Linked DNA regions of Mus musculus: regions 1, 2, 3, 4 and 6 are each linked to region 5. The links are chromatin contacts, called in public Hi-C, Micro-C, promoter capture Hi-C and targeted proximity ligation maps. All regions are on one chromosome and are shown on one strand. The core of a region is the stretch at or near the end of the contact, and the rest is flanking DNA. Distances in the headings are between cores, read along the strand shown. Region 1 holds the start of Slc35g1 (solute carrier family 35, member G1). Region 2 holds the start of Btaf1 (B-TFIID TATA-box binding protein associated factor 1). Region 3 holds the start of Ffar4 (free fatty acid receptor 4). Region 4 overlaps Fra10ac1 (FRA10AC1 homolog (human)). Region 5 holds the start of Exoc6 (exocyst complex component 6). Region 6 holds the start of Fra10ac1 (FRA10AC1 homolog (human)).

Evidence for each region. Promoter capture Hi-C pulls out the DNA fragments that hold promoters and counts their contacts. A called contact is a pair of places that touch in the nucleus more often than the background predicts.
Region 1: a Micro-C map of embryonic stem cells shows a contact between it and region 5, with 4 times the contacts expected there. A contact is called at or near these places in 4 of 39 promoter capture datasets (the C10 cell line, the HPC-7 cell line, cranial neural crest and 1 more), 2 of 484 Hi-C or Micro-C datasets (both in embryonic stem cells) and 2 of 130 datasets of targeted methods (embryonic stem cells and stem cell-derived neural progenitor cells).
Region 2: a targeted proximity ligation map of bone marrow-derived macrophages shows a contact between it and region 5, with 2.8 times the contacts expected there. A contact is called at or near these places in 2 of 39 promoter capture datasets (the C10 cell line and embryonic stem cells), 4 of 484 Hi-C or Micro-C datasets (B cells, CD4 T cells, CD8 T cells and 1 more) and 5 of 130 datasets of targeted methods (bone marrow-derived dendritic cells, bone marrow-derived macrophages, hepatocytes and 1 more).
Region 3: a contact with region 5 is called in a targeted proximity ligation map of bone marrow-derived macrophages, with 2.9 times the contacts expected there. A contact is called at or near these places in 1 of 39 promoter capture datasets (liver), 1 of 484 Hi-C or Micro-C datasets (embryonic stem cells) and 3 of 130 datasets of targeted methods (bone marrow-derived macrophages, embryonic stem cells and pancreatic cancer cells).
Region 4: a Hi-C map of liver shows a contact between it and region 5, with 3 times the contacts expected there. A contact is called at or near these places in 1 of 39 promoter capture datasets (liver), 3 of 484 Hi-C or Micro-C datasets (cortical neurons, liver and palatal mesenchyme) and 1 of 130 datasets of targeted methods (differentiating embryonic stem cells).
Region 6: a contact with region 5 is called in a promoter capture Hi-C map of pre-B cells. A contact is called at or near these places in 9 of 39 promoter capture datasets (the C10 cell line, the HPC-7 cell line, cranial neural crest and 5 more) and 3 of 130 datasets of targeted methods (large pre-B cells, pro-B cells and stem cell-derived neural progenitor cells).

Annotation. Positions count from the first base shown.
Region 1 is chr19:38,394,246-38,397,270 of GRCm38.p6, forward strand. Slc35g1 (solute carrier family 35, member G1) reads left to right here and starts at 1,735. Exons shown (of 3, transcript NM_175507.3): 1 at 1,735-2,056. The coding sequence starts at 1,870.
Region 2 is chr19:36,924,643-36,927,464 of GRCm38.p6, forward strand. Btaf1 (B-TFIID TATA-box binding protein associated factor 1) reads left to right here and starts at 1,437. Exons shown (of 38, transcript NM_001080706.1): 1 at 1,437-1,759. The coding sequence starts at 1,746.
Region 3 is chr19:38,095,713-38,098,551 of GRCm38.p6, forward strand. It overlaps Ffar4 (free fatty acid receptor 4), which reads left to right and starts at 1,367. Exons shown (of 3, transcript NM_181748.2): 1 at 1,367-1,981. The coding sequence starts at 1,415.
Region 4 is chr19:38,189,659-38,192,492 of GRCm38.p6, forward strand. Fra10ac1 (FRA10AC1 homolog (human)) reads right to left here. Exons shown (of 14, transcript NM_001081075.2): 13 at 171-249. Among named protein-coding and RNA genes, the nearest start is that of Gm52398, 27 kb to the left of the region's middle.
Region 5 is chr19:37,549,131-37,552,061 of GRCm38.p6, forward strand. Exoc6 (exocyst complex component 6) reads left to right here and starts at 1,288. Exons shown (of 22, transcript NM_175353.2): 1 at 1,288-1,435. The coding sequence starts at 1,335.
Region 6 is chr19:38,222,902-38,225,747 of GRCm38.p6, forward strand. It overlaps Fra10ac1 (FRA10AC1 homolog (human)), which reads right to left and starts at 1,251. Exons shown (of 14, transcript NM_001081075.2): 1 at 1,061-1,251.

The sequences.
Region 1 (3,025 bases), core at 485-2,984, 850 kb after region 5:
TCCTCCCTGGGTTCCCGTAGCAGCATCAAGGCGTTCCTGCAATAAAGCTGTTGAGAAGAATCCGACAGTGTTGCGTTTTCCTTGCCGAGGTGGGCGCAACAGTTTGTTTGAAGATAGGGTTTCTCTGTGTAGCCCTGGCAGTCTTGGAACTCTATAGACCAGGATGGCCTCAAACTCAGAAATCTGCCTGCCTCTGCCTCCCAAGTGCTGGGATTAAAGGCCTGTACCACCACTGCTCTGCAAGAGCTAACACTTCAGTGAGTTTGGAAAAGTATTTTTTTTTTAAAGAGGAGGAATTTCTAAGAAATATTAAATATGAGTCTTTTCTATCAAATACTTATAAAACGAGTTTAGGAGAAGGAATCAACGTCCTTTTATCTCACCCATACGCAAATGTTTCCATCTTTCCCACCACCCATTAAAATGTCTGTTTACACAAAGCCCAGTGCTATATTCCAGGAATTGCAGAACCAAAGATCAGCTTCCCCTTTCCCCTTCTTCCTTCATTTCAAGAGGGCCAGTTCTTAAAAAACTGGCGATGGAATAAGACTGTGAGGTTTGACCCCAGCCAATGGGGAAAAAGACGAAGTCCCATCTAAGGGGGAATGAAAAATAAATGCATTTCCTGTCTACGAGTTCCATCTTCAGAGTACACCCTCTTTTTTTTTTTTCCATTTTTTATTAGGTATTTAGCTCATTTACATTTCCAATGCTATACCAAAAGTCCCCCATACCCACCCACCCCCACTCCCCTACCCACCCACTCCCCCTTTTTGGCCCTGGCGTTCCCCTGTACTGGGGCATATAAAGTTTGCGTGTCCAATGGGCCTCTCTTTCCAGTGATGGCCGACTAGGCCATCTTCTGATACATATGCAGCTAGAGTCAAGAGCTCGGGGTACTGGTTAGTTCATCAAGAGTAAAATTTACCCCGCCTAGGCCCTTCACTTGGAATATCGGTCTCTTTCTTTGAAATCTGGAGCTAACAGAGCTGAGGTAGCTACTTGTCTCAGTTTGTTGAGACAGCCCCCTTTGCCTTGCAATTTTTGTTTGTTTGGATGGTTGGTTTTGGTTTTGTGGAGAAAGGGTTTCTCTGTGCTGCCAGGGCTTTCCTGGAACTCGCTCTGTAGACCAGGCTGGCCTTGAAGTCACAAAGATCCTCTTCACTCAATTTGCCACCACACCCAGGTGCCTTGCATTTTTAAAGAGCCCTCCTTTTCAATTTTATGTTTCAATCTTTATGTTTACACCTTAAATTCTTGGACAGGTCGAAGTGTGTTTAAAAACTCACATAATGCTTAGAAGTCCTCGGGGCATCACAGAGGTGATCCATATCAGTAAACAGACACTCAGTCCCTTTTAATTTAATTTAATTTAATTTAATTCATGTATTTATTTAGGGAGGGCGTCTCACTATACAGCCTTAGCTGGCTTTGAACTCACAAACCCACATGCCTCTGTCCCTAACTGCTGGGAGTAAGGGCGTGGGCTACCACGCCCAGCTCAGAGGTACAGTCTTTCTAAAGCAGCAGAAGGCCCCAAGACCCGAGGCGCCAGGGCTGAGAACCAAGCGTCCCTCCCTGTCTGTGCAAAGACAGAGGAGGACCAGTGTGCTGTCTAGCCCGACTGCCCTGGGGTGGGGGTGGGGGACAGTCACCGCGCCAGCTGTAGCCACCGCAGCCGGAGAGCACGAGCGAGCGCAGGCGGCGGGCTCCCCGGGGCGGGAGGGCAGCGGAGGACAAGCGCGCGGAGCCGGGCGCACGCGCACGCGCACACGCACCGGCTCGCCGGGGGCCGGAAGAGCCGAGCGGCCGGGCGGCAGCTGCGGGCGCCAGAAGGCGCGCGGCTGCGGGGAGAGCGCGGGCTGCGGGATGGGGCCCCCGGAGAGCGCGGCGGAGCTTGCAGCCGAGGCGGTGGAGCTGCGCGAGCCCGAGCTGCAGCTCGCGGACCCGGCGTCCCCCGGCGAGGAGCACGTGGACGTCGAGGCGGAGGGCGCCCCTGGCCGCGGCAGGTGCTGGCCGTGTGGAGCCTGGGCGTGCGGCTCGCGTGGGGAGCCCGGTGAGTGCGGGCGGGCGGGGTCGGTCTGGTCCTCTGCGCACCGGCCTGAGCCGAGACCCAGAAAGTTTCCGAGTGTTAATAACCCCAAATTGGTGACGGGGGGTGGGGGGTGGGGGGGTGGGGGACAGGACCTCGCAGTCCAGTGGCAGTCAGAGGTGAAAGGTCACCGAGAGGGGCCAGGCAGCGGGTGGCAGGAAGCCGACTTGGAACCCACATCGTGGGTGTAAACCGATCTTCCTGAACCAAGTTGGAAAGACTGGAGTTCTGGAAGTGTTTGTCACGGAATCTCAGCATCGCAGAGAGGAAGAGTTCAGTGGACCACTGACCCTCAAGCTTTGGGGGGACAGGGGGACTTTTTAGCTACTGGCTTAAAACGAGGTACACCTTGCGAGGAGCCTCGGTGAAGAACCCTTAACTTTCGTTCAAATTCCCCTAACAAAGAAGTAAAGAGAGGCCGTGGAAGATGGGGGTTCGGGATTCGGTCTCACCCCACCTCCATCTGCCAAGGTCTGGGTAGGGCAGGTCCAGACAGCACTAGGTAAGGCTCTCTACTTTTGCCAGAGACTCTGTCTGCCTAGGGCCCTTTCCACTAAATAGCTTTCCAGTAAGAAGCCCATCTTTTAGACCTTTCTCAATCTAATCTCCGGGGTCTCTTCCCCTGAATATGCCCTACGACTTCTGTGCCTCTTGTCCCACTCAGGTTCCTACCTTCTTAGTTGTGTTTTTCTGAGTTAAGAGAGAAAAGTCTCGGGGAGATGAGTATTGCTACATTTCTGTCCTGAAAGCAAAGAGAAAAGATCTCGGGTTTCTGATTTTGTTTGCATGGATAGGTTACCCCATGTTGGGCTGACTAACCCGGGAGCTCCTGAGGTCAGTTTTTTTTCTAGTCACCCTATGGGTGGATGTCATTCTGGCCTAATGTGGAACTGGGCCTTGCAAACTCTTTAGTTTTCCATTCGGGCATGAATG
Region 2 (2,822 bases), core at 187-2,686, 620 kb before region 5:
GTATATATATATATATGTGTGTGTGTGTGTGTATACATACATATATATGTGTGTGTGTATATATGTGTATATATATATATATATATATACATATATATAGTTTTATTTATATGAGTACACTGTCCCTCTCCTCAGACACACCAGAAGAGAGCATCAGATCCCATTACAAATGGTTGTGAGCCACCATGTAGTTGCTGGGAATTGAACTCAGGACCTCTGGAAGAACAGCCAGCATTCTTAACTGTTGAGCCATCTCTCCAGCCCTGGACCTATATTTTTTGATACTAGGGAAAACATATAGAAAATGTAAACTAGATCATTTCTCTTGCTCAAAACACTCTTCTATACTTCGTATAGAACCCAAATCCTGGGCTTCTAGCCCCACCGTGGAAAAACATCACACTACTTTATAGCTTTGCCTTGTAATGTAAGGGGTAATGTTAGTCACCTGTGCAATACTTTAGCAAGTACTTAGTTCATCTTTTCCTATACAGATCTATTTTACAGTTCACCAAGTTCTTGTGAACTTTCCTGGGTTCATGACATCCCTCCCCACCTTCCACAACCTTTTACAGTGCTTCTCATCATACAGATGACAAGCAGACTCAAAGCCTGAGACATAACTTCTAAATAGGTAACAAGAAGCTAGTGGGCATGTTTTATAAGGAAGGGCGACAGGACAGGTGCTTTTGATGATTAATCTGTCAGTGGCCTATAAACTGGGCTTGCCGAAACTAGAGAAATACTAGTTTGACTACTGGCATTAAAAACAAATTCTAAGGCTATGGTAGTTTACAGAGGAGTGTTTGGCAGTGGAGGGACGGAAGGAGGAAAAGACGGGAAGAAGGGTGATAGGCCTAGGCAAAATCATTAGCAGTCCCTTCACCATTTATGCAGAACTTAATGGTAAATAATAGTAAACACACACTTGAGCCTCCTCCCACCCTCTTCCTCGCGGAACCACACTGCAAATTCTTGGCCCGGAGATTGCTTTGTAGCCCAGACTGACCCCCAATTTCACAATCTGCTGCCTCAGCCTCCCAGGTGCTAGGATTATAGGCCTGCACCACCCTAGCCAGCCCTCGGCAGTGTTTCCTTCTTGACTTCATCCCGCCCACAGCATCGCGACCTGGGCCGGAGTCTCCTTTCTCCAGTTTGTTCCTGTTTGGAAGCCGCCTAGCTGGGTAGTAGGGTCAGGATGGAGAGAGCACTTAGAGACCGAGGTTTGGAACTTTCGGAACTTTAGCTAGGTGATCTTTATCGCTCTCTGGAAGATCAAGACCTCTTTCCGTTTCTCCCATTAATCTTAAAGACTGGGAGCCGGGCTCCCGATCCACGCTGCCAACCCGCTCCCACTGCCGCGGGGCGCTGCTACATTCCGCTCGCCGGCAGGGAGTGGGGATGGGGGGGGGGGGAAAACGTGCCGGTGACGTCACTTCCGGCGTGCAGACGCTAAGTCCGGCGTGCCGGCGTCTGCGTCAGCAGAGAGCGGGGCTGGGGGCACCCGGTTTGAAGTGGTGCGGGTCAGAGCGGCGCCGCCTCCGCCCGTGTGTGGGACCCTGGTCGCTGCGGAGACGAGCTCCGGTGGCCGGCACATGCCGGAAGGCCCGTGCGGGCCGCTCCACGCCGCGCCGCCTGCCGCCCTGCGCCCGGCGGCCTGGGCCTGCGCCGCTCTGCTCGGGAAACGAACGCCGGAGCGGCGCGGCGTGTAGCTCCCTGAGAGTTCCGAACCGCCGGCGCCGGCCATGGCGGTCTCCAGGTGGGTGTCGCCGCCCGTCAGCTAACGGGGAGCGCGCGCGGGCGGGCGGGCGAGGCTGTCGGTCGGCTCCCGGCGCGACGGTGCGGGGCGTGAGCGCTGCTTCTCGTTCGCTCGCCCAGACTTCCGAGGCTTCCCTCGGCTGGCAGGCGCTTTGGGCTCGGGTTACCCGGAGAAGTCGGCTCACGAAGCGCTTTTTCTCCTGGTTAAATGTGACTCGGCGCGTTCGATCTGGCTTTTTTTTTTTTTTCTTTTTTCCTTTTTTCTTTTTTCTTCACCACGTTGCTCCTCTTTGGTTTCTCTTCCCTCTTTGAATTTCTAGGCGAGTTTCTTTTCTTTTTCTTTCGTAGTATCAAAGTCTGTTCCCAAACCACCATTTCACGGCAAAACTTGGTAGTAACTGTCGATGGAGGCGGGGGTTGAAACACTGTTATCTAAGAGACCATCTGGTTATGCTAAATTTTAAAAAAAATTTACAGCGTAACGGGTATAGTCTTGCTCACTTTTTTCTTGAGGTCTAATTCCTCCTTTTTGTTAAGCAGTAAGTATTCTGTCAATCAGCGTGTGGTCTTAAGCAGATGACTATTTTAGCATCTTTCCCCAAGCGTTATCACAGATCTTAAATTATTGTAAAATTTTGCCCACGTGGAAGAGTCTGGGAAAATTATGGAAAGACGTATAAACATTTAACTTGTGTAGCTTCTGATGATAGAATGAGTTGAAAACTTGGAAATGATTTTGGTGTCCCGCTGACGTTTAAGTCGTCGGGATGGTCTCTCCGTGTTTAGTCATTAAGAGTTACCAAAGTCCTTTAGGGATGATGAGATAATGAGAATTGAGTCCTTTCACCAAATGGACTGAGGGAGATAAATGACGAAAATAAACAGCTTTCACTAATTTTTCGAAATTAGTTGAACACATTCCTTTATGCACACTCTTATAAGGAAGGAGTAACCCAAGTCACACACTCCCTAGGTAACTGATGAAATAGTGTGTGGGAGAATCCCATGGGAGCTGAGTGAAGGGAGTTGCTAGGTACTGGTAGTAGGGACAGCTAATTTTTATT
Region 3 (2,839 bases), core at 117-2,616, 550 kb after region 5:
TCCCACCTCTCTACACAGAGCTAGTATCTCTTGACCCCAATCAGACAGTTCCCAAAGTCCCATCTCTGAGGCCCCTTCGTTTCACTCTTTTTTTTTTTTTTCTTTTTCTTTTTTTGGCTTTTCCAGCAGTGCCCAGCCCCCACTGGTTCCACTTTCCAACTTGAAGCTACCCAAACCTCCAGCTGTGCCTCTCTCCCACTGACATAGGATCTGCACATCATGTTAGAAGTCACAGCATGTACTTGGAGTCACATGCGGGTGATAAGCAGAGGCGCACATGCATGCGCTTCCAGGCACCACCGTCAACTTCAACGGGCACATGCTGTTCTTCATAAATACCTGGAGACAAACCACCAGGCAGAATAGGCAGGAGGAGAGGCCTGGGGGTGTGGCAAAGGGAGAGGGCATGAGGTCTTAGGTGGTTGGAGTACTTAGAGAAGTGGTCTTTAGATCTCAGTCCCCAAACACACTTTTAACTGACTAGTTATCTCATTTTCTAGAAAAGGAAACCAGAAGCAATGGTGGGTGGTTTAATGGCAAGAAGGAAGTCTAGGGGTCCAGGAACGTCTATTAGTCACCAAAGGCCACCTTAGCAAAGTCATTCTCGCAGAGGCTCAGGTTTCTTCTCTAACAGAATCAGAAGGTCAAGTGCTCTCACCCTGGGAGCCTGAGGCACTTTCAAAGCTTGACTGTGCACCTGACCTCTCTCCCTCCCCTCATCCTCCCTCTCACCCCTCCCTGCACTTCCGTGCTGAGTATCAAACCCAGGGCCTCCCTCACACTAGGTGTATGCTCTACACAAAGAACCAAATTCTCAGGCAAAGTAATTCTTCCTATTTTGCAAACGCAAACAAACAAACTGGTATATAAGGAGATTAACTCACCCCCAAATCAGATAAACACTGGCCCATTACAAGTTGTTTTGGGATCAACCTCCTACCTATGGGATTTCTTTAGAGCAGTCTGAACTACACTGGTCCGCACCATTTCCCAAGTTCAACTCTGACACTCTTCGATCAGGGTTAGCTTAAGTAGGATTTCAGTAATCAGTGTCCATGAAAGATGAAGAAGGCGGCCTCGGGGGCGGGGGGGGGGGGGGGGGCGGGGCAGGGACAGGGAGGCGGAGATTCTTTAATTTTCTGGCTTAAGAGCACTTAGACTGCCCAAGGGTCTGAGGTCTCTGCCTTGGTGGCCACCTTCCCACCCACGGTGTTCAGGCCAGTGTTGCCAGGCACTTCCTCGTTCCGGTGCGCCCTGGACGCAGCTCCTACGCCCAGAGCCTGGGCAACTCGGGCGGGAGGGTGACAGAGGGGAGGTGTCGCAACCTCCTCCCTCCCTCTTTCCCCGCCTTGGCATTCAGTTACCTCGCAGATGAGCGCTCTCTCAGACAGCGGCGGGCGGCCGGGCGCCCGGCATGTCCCCTGAGTGTGCACAGACGACGGGCCCTGGCCCCTCGCACACCCTGGACCAAGTCAATCGCACCCACTTCCCTTTCTTCTCGGATGTCAAGGGCGACCACCGGTTGGTGTTGAGCGTCGTGGAGACCACCGTTCTGGGGCTCATCTTTGTCGTCTCACTGCTGGGCAACGTGTGTGCTCTAGTGCTGGTGGCGCGCCGTCGGCGCCGTGGGGCGACAGCCAGCCTGGTGCTCAACCTCTTCTGCGCGGATTTGCTCTTCACCAGCGCCATCCCTCTAGTGCTCGTCGTGCGCTGGACTGAGGCCTGGCTGTTGGGGCCCGTCGTCTGCCACCTGCTCTTCTACGTGATGACAATGAGCGGCAGCGTCACGATCCTCACACTGGCCGCGGTCAGCCTGGAGCGCATGGTGTGCATCGTGCGCCTCCGGCGCGGCTTGAGCGGCCCGGGGCGGCGGACTCAGGCGGCACTGCTGGCTTTCATATGGGGTTACTCGGCGCTCGCCGCGCTGCCCCTCTGCATCTTGTTCCGCGTGGTCCCGCAGCGCCTTCCCGGCGGGGACCAGGTGAGCGCTGGCTGCGTGCAACGCAACAAGTATCCAGGCGGGCTGCTGGTGGGAGGCAAGGATCTGACCAAAGCCGTGGGCCGGGGGTGGGGGTGGGGGATAGTGACTAGTAACAATAATAGGTCGTGGGTGGAATTGTATCCTTTTTGGCAGACCCAGTGCCCAATACTCTGGAGTTTAATTTCGTCAGTTTACCCACAGTGCCAAGTGGGTAAGTAAATCCTCACAAGTGTTAAGGGGGCCTTCCCGGACTTTTTGCAAACTGCAGAGACTATTATGAGGCTAATTAAGCAATGGGAGCTTACAGCCAGGTGGGACACAGGGTGCGAGGTGGCTTCTCACAGAGTTTCTGCTTTCTCTCCAAATGTCACGCTACTGTTATTATCGCATCTATTTAACAGACAAAGAAGCTGGGGCACCCAGCATCTTCCTTATTGCTGGGCTCCTGCTTAGAAGAGCAGTCTCAAGGAGAAATCCTACAGTAGTGGGATGTCCCCTGGGGGAAAGGTTCCTGTTCCCGCATATACTCTGACCAGAAATGCTGGTTATGTGAACCCCACTCACCCCCCTCCTCAGCCCCCAAACCTCCGAACACAGAGGAGGGCTTCCAGGGTTGGCAGTGTCCACAGACCAATCGCTTTTTTTTTTTTTTTTAATTGAGGGCAAGGGTGGATGAAGGCTACACCCTGACAAACGGTATCTTAAAAAAAAAAAAATCAACCCCCCCAACTCACAGAGGGGAGTGTTTGTTTGGTACTGACTTTGAATGACTAATAAGCAGAAACCAATCAGGCCTGTGACTCTTCATTAAAGAACACATAACCATGTGACCATGTGTACCTGGTGGGTACAGGTGAT
Region 4 (2,834 bases), core at 238-2,737, 640 kb after region 5:
ATCCCCAAACAATGACTGGTAATAAACTTGCACCTTACCAGGATAGGGAGACTTTGGCACTAAATCAACATCCATGGCATTAAATATTTTCATCAACTGCTATCAAGAACGGCAGTACCCACAGATGCTAAGCTGAGGCCAGGATGGAGCACCTGCGAATGAGCACTTACTGGGACTTCTCATCTGTCTCTGGCAGCGGACCCTTCCAGAGCTCAGAGTCTGAAGCACTGTCTTCCTCCTCAGCGTTTCCTGCTCATTGACAAGGAAATGTCGTCATTGTTTTAACATAACGCATTCTGAATCGTTTACCAGTGCAATTAAATTAACCATGAATTTAGCAGTATTTTAGCTTCAACTTCTATGATTCCACAAAATTTAACTTATTCCTCAAGATACCATAAATTTTAAAAAATTAAACAATATGAAAAACACCAGAGCCTCATCAAAAAGTGAATGCAAGTAATATCTAATGAACAACTTCCCCATGTTACACTAAAATAGCAGCTGGTTTAATTATTTCCTTGGCCATACAACAGAAATGAAGAATTTTGTAAAGAACATATATGTATTAGGACCTACACTCAAGATTAGTTCCTGTAGGCTAAGGGTTTTCACTGGAGATGAGCCACTTACTAATGTAATTACATCATGGAATAGTTTGTCTGCCTGATACTACTTTATCCAATATTGAATAAATTTTAGTTGAGTTTAGATAATTCATGTGAGGTCTATTTTGTTATATTTTAAAAATAGGAATATATTATCTTTACTGATTTTATAGGTAATACATACTGCCACTGTCTAAAATAAAAGCAATTTGGAAATGTTTAAAGTCCTAAGGAAAAGTTACCCCAGGCCACAGGTAATACAGTCACTTTTTAAGTGTGGTTGGTCTTTAAAAAGGTATCATTCATATATATATATATATATTTAAATTAAGATTATACTGTGCATAACTGTAACTATAAAGGATTTGAGATAGCAGAGACAGTTCTCCTTGACAATACGTATAAATATGTCAAAGCTTTTATAATGAGATTTCTTTCTAGGATTTATCTTTGTTTTGAATGATGCATATGTATGTACAGGTGTTTGCAGAGGGCTGAGGTGTCAGATCTCCCAATGAAGGCGCTAGAACTGAACTTGGATCCTCTCCAAGGCCAATATGTGCTTTAGCCACAGAGCCATCTATCTAGCCCTGTGAAAACCTTAAACAAACAAACAAAACAAAACAAAACAAAACAAAAACTGTTATATGGAATTTGATTAACCAATCGTTAATTTCTGATTGGTGGGGATTTAGGCTGTATTTCCCATTTTTATTTTTATTGGGGGTGAGGGTGGGTGGGGAGCAGTCTGGTGATTAAACCCAGGATCTTAAACATGCTAGCAAGAGCTCCACAGTGGGCGGGCACACAGTCCACCACGCTGTTTTTCTTGGTGAACAGTGTGCATTTCTGCCCATGTTTATCTGAGGAGCTTATCTATTCCAAATAAAATATCAAATTCCAAAAGCAGCATCATTGGCCACCACATGTGCTCTAACCCAGTTACAGGGTCAGGTTTTCCTCCAGAAGAAAGGTTAGAGAGTTTCCATTCTTCCAAACAATGTCTGAGAAGGCCTCCTCTTCTCAGAATAAGTTTTTCTAAAGTAATAAGCATTATTTTTCCAAATGTTTGACAAATACTCTTTCAAATGTAAGAGAACATCTTGATGTGCTCATCCTAACACAGTGTGCTCTTTACAAACCTTAACTTACACAACGTCCATAGGATTAAAAGAAAAGATGCTACTTCAAGAATGACGTAATAAGAGCTAATTGCCTTGGAGAGTTACCACTAGAGTTCTGACTTAACTCGGATTTGGCTTGCCAGTACAGAACGTCCCTCAGTTCAGCACAGGACAAAAATAAAGCCGCATTGATTTGCCACGGTGGTTCTAGCCTTTTACCTGCTGGACTCTGATCTTTGAATCAATGTGTATGCCTGAACTTTGATCCTAACTGAACCTGTTGTGGCACCAACTTTAACAAATAGCAGGGGGAGGGTGCTGTCTAATGAGCTATGTACACATGATGATGAAACTATAAAGTCTTAGAGGAAGATTCCTGCTCTGTGACAGCCATCAACACAGTTCCCAGTGTCTTGAACTGATAACACAAGAAAGAATAAAATCTTCCACTTGCTGAGATAAGAAAGAACAGAAAACCCAATTATGCCTAATGAAGTTCTCTATATGGCATTACTGTCCAGCCGTCAGAGAACAGAACCTACATGGCCTTTAAAAACAAGCAGTTGATTGTAAAATCTTACACTGCAAACAGCTCTGGTGTTCACTCTGTTCCCTCTTAAGAATACTTTCCACAAGTCAGCTTTTCTACACTAATTTCCTTTGTATGAGTCTATCTGTCTGTGTGTGGTATGCATAAGTATAGTGTGTGCGTGTATACATGAAGGACAAAGGTCAACTTCTAGTGTTGTTCCTTGGGTACTGTCCACAGAAGGGGTCTTTCACTGGCCCTGAACTTACTAAACAGGTGAGGCTGCCTGACACAAACCCAGAGATCTGCCTGTCTCTGCCTTCCCAGCCCTAAGATTGAAAATGTGTGCAACTATACCTGGACATTTATCATACACTTATTTTTATATATGTGCATGCTCATGCAGGGGTGCTCATGCAGGACACAGTATGGAGGCTAGACAAGAAGCTATGGAAATCAGTTCTATCCCACTCCCACGTGGGTTCAGGGATTAAGCTGTCAAGTTTGGTGGCAAGCGCTTTCACTCACTGAGCTGACCTTGTCCCAGTTTTTAAAGTGGGCTCTGAGAACTCA
Region 5 (2,931 bases), core at 38-2,537:
GCATTCTAACAGATTACACTTGAGTCATTTTATGCTCTGGCATTTGTTACAGAAATAATGGAAGTTAATATAATATAGGATGTAGTACAAGGTAGATACCACAGTTATTAGCAGCTGCGGCTGGGGACACTGAGATAGAAAAGTATTAAGTTTTGCCTAGTGTCACATGACTGAGTGGGGTTTGGGACAGTTGTCTTCAGAGGACATGTTCTTAATTGTTTCTCAATATCATCTCCCAGGATTTCTTATGGGGAGGAAGAGGAGGAGGAAGAGGGAGAAAAGGAGAAGGAGGAAAAGGAGGAAGAAGAGGGAAAAAGCTGGTAGTAGAGGCCCAGGGAAGAGAGTGAGTCTGACAGCTGGCTCGTGCAAAGCCTGCCTGACTCACAGGGAAGCTCAGAGCTCCTGAACTTAGGGAGAGCAGAAAATTAGTTGTCCCTCTGGCTAGGTTTGAACTCTTTTCTGACTAATCTTCCATCAGTGCTTTGATCATGACAAGCTGGTTTACACGGTGTCCTAGATACAGGTTGTTAAGCAAGCCTCTTTTTCTACATGTGTCCCTTTGCTCAAGCCACCTGCCATTTCCTTCTACCACTTTATTGCTCATTCTTTCCCCCTAGAAGTCTATTCCCACCCCAGCCCAGCTACCACTCCCTGGGAGCGCTTGGATTCAAGAGCTTCAGCATGAAATCCAACATTGCCCTGGGCCTCTTTTCTACGTTGCCAGCAAGCGCCTTAGTCTTGTTCTCATTTTCCCTCATTTTGATAGTTTATGTCCAATATGACTAACCTCGGTGAACTTGCATCCGGCAGGGGACACGATTTTTTCAGAGCAGTCGAGGTATAGAATTTTTGTTTGTTCTTAAAATAAATCTCAACGACACACTCAGTTTTGATTTTCGGGAAAGCATTTGCTTTTCTCTGACTCCCCACTATTTAAAGCCCATCAGGTGCTCAGTAGCTTCTATCACTATTACTGAGGGCGTGTGACCGAGGGTCACCTCCGTTATTGCTAGGGTACCTGCAGTGCACAACAGCACACACTGCACTAAAACATCTCTAGATAACTAAGGGCAGGTCGCGAGGAAAGATGGAGGTGGTGGTTCCCCTCCCCTCCCGGCCACCCCCCCCCCCCGCCCCGATCCCCACCCTCTCCAGGTCATCCTTACCTCCCCAGGGGCGGGCTCCACCCGGGCGGGCCCCACCCACTGCGCCCCACCCCTCCAGGCCCCGCCCCTCCCCGCCCCGCAGCGCCGCGCCGCGCTTGCGCCACCTGCCGCTCGCTCCTGTGGTCCGCGCGCCGCCGCGCCCGGCCGGCGCCTCCGCTTCCAGCCAAGATGGCGGAGAGCTGCGAGGCTCTGGGCACGGTCCCGGAGCACGAGCGGATCTTGCAGGAGATCGAAAGCACCGACACCGCCTGCGTAGGGCCCACCCTCCGGTAAAGTTCTCACATGCCCCGGCTTTCGGGCTGCCCTGACCAGGGACTCCTTAGGAGCCGGGCGGGGCGTCCGCTGCCGGGTGCGCGCGCGTCGGCCCGACAGGTGGTGCGCGCGGGGGCGGGCGCTCGTGGGCTGCGGGACCCGGAGGGCCCGGGCACCTGTCACCGCGCCGCCTGTGGGTGTGGCTGCCAGGGTGTCTCTGACCCGGAGAGCCGCCCCAGCCTAGGGCCTTGATGCCCCAAGGCCCTGACCCCTAGGCGGAGGCTGTCTGCTCTGTGCTGGGGACGAAGGTCACCTGCAGGTGGCCGGCGTGACTGATCCCGGTGCCAAGTTGCGCGCTGATGGAAACCCCAGCGCACTGACTGCTCTGGGCGTGGGAGAATTGAAATTGAGCGGGAGACGCCAGCACCTTTCTCCCACGCTGCAGCACCCTTCTCCCCGGGCGAGACGCGAGCGTGGGCTGACAGCTCGAGTTCACGCAGGGGTGACGATGCTCTTGGGACAGGAAGCTTTTACTTATTGACAAACGTTATGTTGATTTTGTATTAAAATTTCAGCGTATTTTAAATGGATCCAAACCCACTCTCTTTAGGAATAGTACCAGTTAATGAATAGTCCATACCGGACGGAATACTTTCTGCCCCCATAGACTGGTACTGGTACAGAGCTATTAGCCATTAACACTAGGTTAGACACTTCAAGGATTACAATTTCATCTTTTGCAATTAGGATGAATGAACTTGTGGTTCATTAAGGGAATTTGAGACGGATTGTGCTTTGTCAGTAGTCTTTCTTCAGGACACACTTCCTGGAAATGGAATTCTGTTTTCTCACTGTAAATGTAGATAAAATGAAGTCAGTTCAACTTGTAAATTCACTTTGCCCCAGGGAGCCAGATCATGTGGTGTGTTTCTTGTTTCTTTCTCATAAACCTGTCACTGATGACTGAAAAAATCATTTAACCCCCTTGGCCTTGTTTTTGTATTTGTAGAACGGGGTGGGGTTGGGGTGGGGGTGGGGGTGGGAAGTTGTTTAGAACATGAGAGATCTTGCCCATTTATTCTCTACCTCCAAGCACTTAATAGGCAGGTTATGTTTTTTTATTACAGAAAGTTCCTGCTATGATATGCAAAGGCCTCATTAGTATCTTTTAATTTTCTTTTTCTTTCCTTTGTTTTTGTTTGCTAGACAGGGTTTCTCTGTGTAGCCCTGGCTATTCTGGAACTCACTTTGTAGACCAGGCTGTCCTCAAATTCAGAGGTTTACCTGCCTCTGCCTCCCATGTGCTGGGATTAAAGGTGTGCATCACCAATGCCCAGCTCCTTATTGTTAATTTTCTTACATGAATTTTACATATACAGTAGTTTAAAATAGGAGTCAGACTCAAAGAAAACTTTGTGACATCTAGATTCCACTGAAGGACCTCTCCAGTCTCATAGGACAGCCATTCCTTAATGTGTTCATGAAGCAGTTCATTTGCCAGGGGTCAGGAAAT
Region 6 (2,846 bases), core at 1-2,500, 670 kb after region 5:
AACACACATGAGCAAGGGTACAGATGATTTTACTACTGTATATCATCAATAGTCAACTCCTGCAGCTGAAAGGAGCCAGTCCAGGTCAAGTGATAATATTTTTCAGCTTTGGTATTTGTGTCAGTAAGTGTACAGAATTCGTAACACACATTAATAGGGGTAAAGGTGGGTTGCAATCTTTATTGCTGAAAGGACCCAGTCCAGGTAAAGAGACATTAACTTTAGCATCTGTGTTGGCAAGTACAGCTAGGATAGCCAGTGTCTGCGTTCTTGACTACCTTCTGTTTGTCATTCTGTTAAATAAGGTAGCTATGTCAAATCATTAAATTCTGTGAGTCTCTGCAACTCCATTTTCAAACTTGGGCGTGTGAGTATATACCTCTCTTCCTTATCCCACCAAATGCTAAAGAGAAGGCAACAGCCAAGCTTTGGAGACATAGGTTTGCAAGCCACAGTTCTTCCTGACCGACAGCTATCATTGCCTTATACACCTAGACGTCACACCTTTTAGCAGATCTCATCAAGGCTGTTCAAATTCTACTACCCTCTAATCCATCCTCACGTGCTTCATATATTGATGGTGGAAAACCGCAGTGTGGAGCCTGGAGCAGTTGCAGAATCTAAGGTCTGGCTGGCACAGACGCGTCTCCTACTTCCCCACTTATGTAAAGGTTAACATAGAGGTTATGTAAAGAAGCCCAAACCTCAAGCTTACATAGTTTGGGGACGGTACCTAGTACAGGAAGACCTGAAACTAGTAGAACCTGGAACTAGTAGATCATCTTGACCCCTCATTCCAGACACCTCTTCTCTGCTCCGACGCCACATTTCTTTTTATCTCGGGCAGCTTCATCCATCCCTTGAGCTATCTTAACCCAGTAGCTTCACTAAAAAGCTCTCACTCAAATCATGCTATCAACTGACTGGAATTAAGAAAATCTCGAGAATAGGGCATCTGCTGCCTCCCGAATCTGTCAAAATAAAAATGAGACTCAACTACTAAGAACCAGTTTCAAAGTCCTCTCTGAGATCAAACACGCCCACGGCCCTCCTTACACACCCCTTCCCTTCCGCTCTTCTCTGTCTGGCAAGTTCGCCCCCAAGAGTCCTGACAGCTGCAGCGACGAGCCACGGCCTCAGCGAGCCGCTGCAGGTCCGCGCCGGTCCTCCAGAGCCACGCAGCGCCGCCGCCCGCGCCACTGTCACCGCACGCTGCACGCCTGGCCCTACGGGTACCGGCTGGGAACCGCTTCCGGCCCGGCTCAGAGGCGTGTCACATCGATAAGACACCGTTCTCCGGCGCGCCGACTCTGTGCTGCAGCCAGAATGGCTCGGGGGTAAACAAAGACGGCGGAAGAAAAGGCCCGGAAGAGGAAGCAGAGGCTCCCTGCTTTGGTCCCTCATTTTTCCTTTGGGCCATCTCCTTTTTCCTCTAGGGAATCCAATATGTAGTACAATGTGGCACTGCCCAGCCCACGTCCTTCATTGGAAAATGTATATTGCTATAGAGAAAAACCCCGCCTGTCACCTGCGGTCCTCTCTCTAGTAACCTTAGTAACGCCTCCACCGAGCATCCTCGCCCAGCCAGCAGCTCAGCCTCAGATCTGCCTTATCACCCCCTCTTTTTCCCCTACGAAAACAGTGCTCATAATTAGAACAGAAATAGCTTCCCCGCGTTCCGCCACCCACACAATAGATACTGTTCCAAAGGCAGTGCTGGCGGCTGAAGAGATCGAGTTGGCAAGGAAAAGAAGAAATGGGGAATGAAAAAGATTTCACAGGGTCGCAGATTCTACGCCAATAAGCAACCTAGCACACGCAGAAAGGGCATCCAATATAAAATTTAAGGAAAAAAAAAAAAAAAAAAAACACCTCAGGCAGCCAGAATTAAATTATTTTAAGCTCCACTGGGTTGTTCCTGCATTGTGTTTGCCCTACACCGTGACGTCCCATTCCTCTTTCCACTGGGTACAGATCTTGCTTCTCTTCAATACCAGCAGTTATTCATCTCGCACTCCGCAGCCAACACTGTGCCTTTGAAATCACAGGAGCTACTAAAACATTTGCTGAACAGAACTGGCATGCTTCTCACTTTTACAGCGGGTCCATGTTAAGGAAGAACTCTGAATCTTAATACACGTTCATTTTAAATCTTTTATCCTAACCAGTAGATAACAATATCCCTGTCAATCAGTTCAAGACTTTTTTTATTCCTGGCAGCAAATCATAGATACACCCTGATTTACATAGAGCAGCGATTGCAATCTTGTTAATTACAAAATTATAAATTTATGCATTTCAAGGTGCATTTGAATTATACTACAATAAAAATGTTTCCTTTAAAAATGTAAATAGGAAACCTCATAATTTAATATTATTAAAGTATTGAGTTAATTTGTCAAGCAGTCAATTTTTATAGATATCTAAAAACCAAATACTTTGTCCTTTTATCACTAATAAGAACTCCTGTAGCCTAAATGAAACTCTTGTATACCAATATTTGACATGCATTAGCATTTTTGTTCCTTTTTAAAAAACATCTTTTATCTATTAACTTCTTTTTAGTTTTCCAACAACCCTGTGCTGCTGTTGTAGGCCCTGCATTTAAATTTTTTAAAGATGTTGCTTCTGTGTCATATGTGTGTGCCTGCTTCTCCATGTCACATTACACATGGAGGACAGAAGACGGTGTGGTAAGCCCTGGAACAAGCGTGACAGAGTGGTGTGGGTACTGGGAGCCGAACCCTGGCCCTGGGAAAGAGCAGCAAGCCTCTCCACAGCTTTGCCAGCTATGGGGGTTTGAAGGAGAATGGGCCCCATAGATTCAGATGCTTGACTGCTTGCTC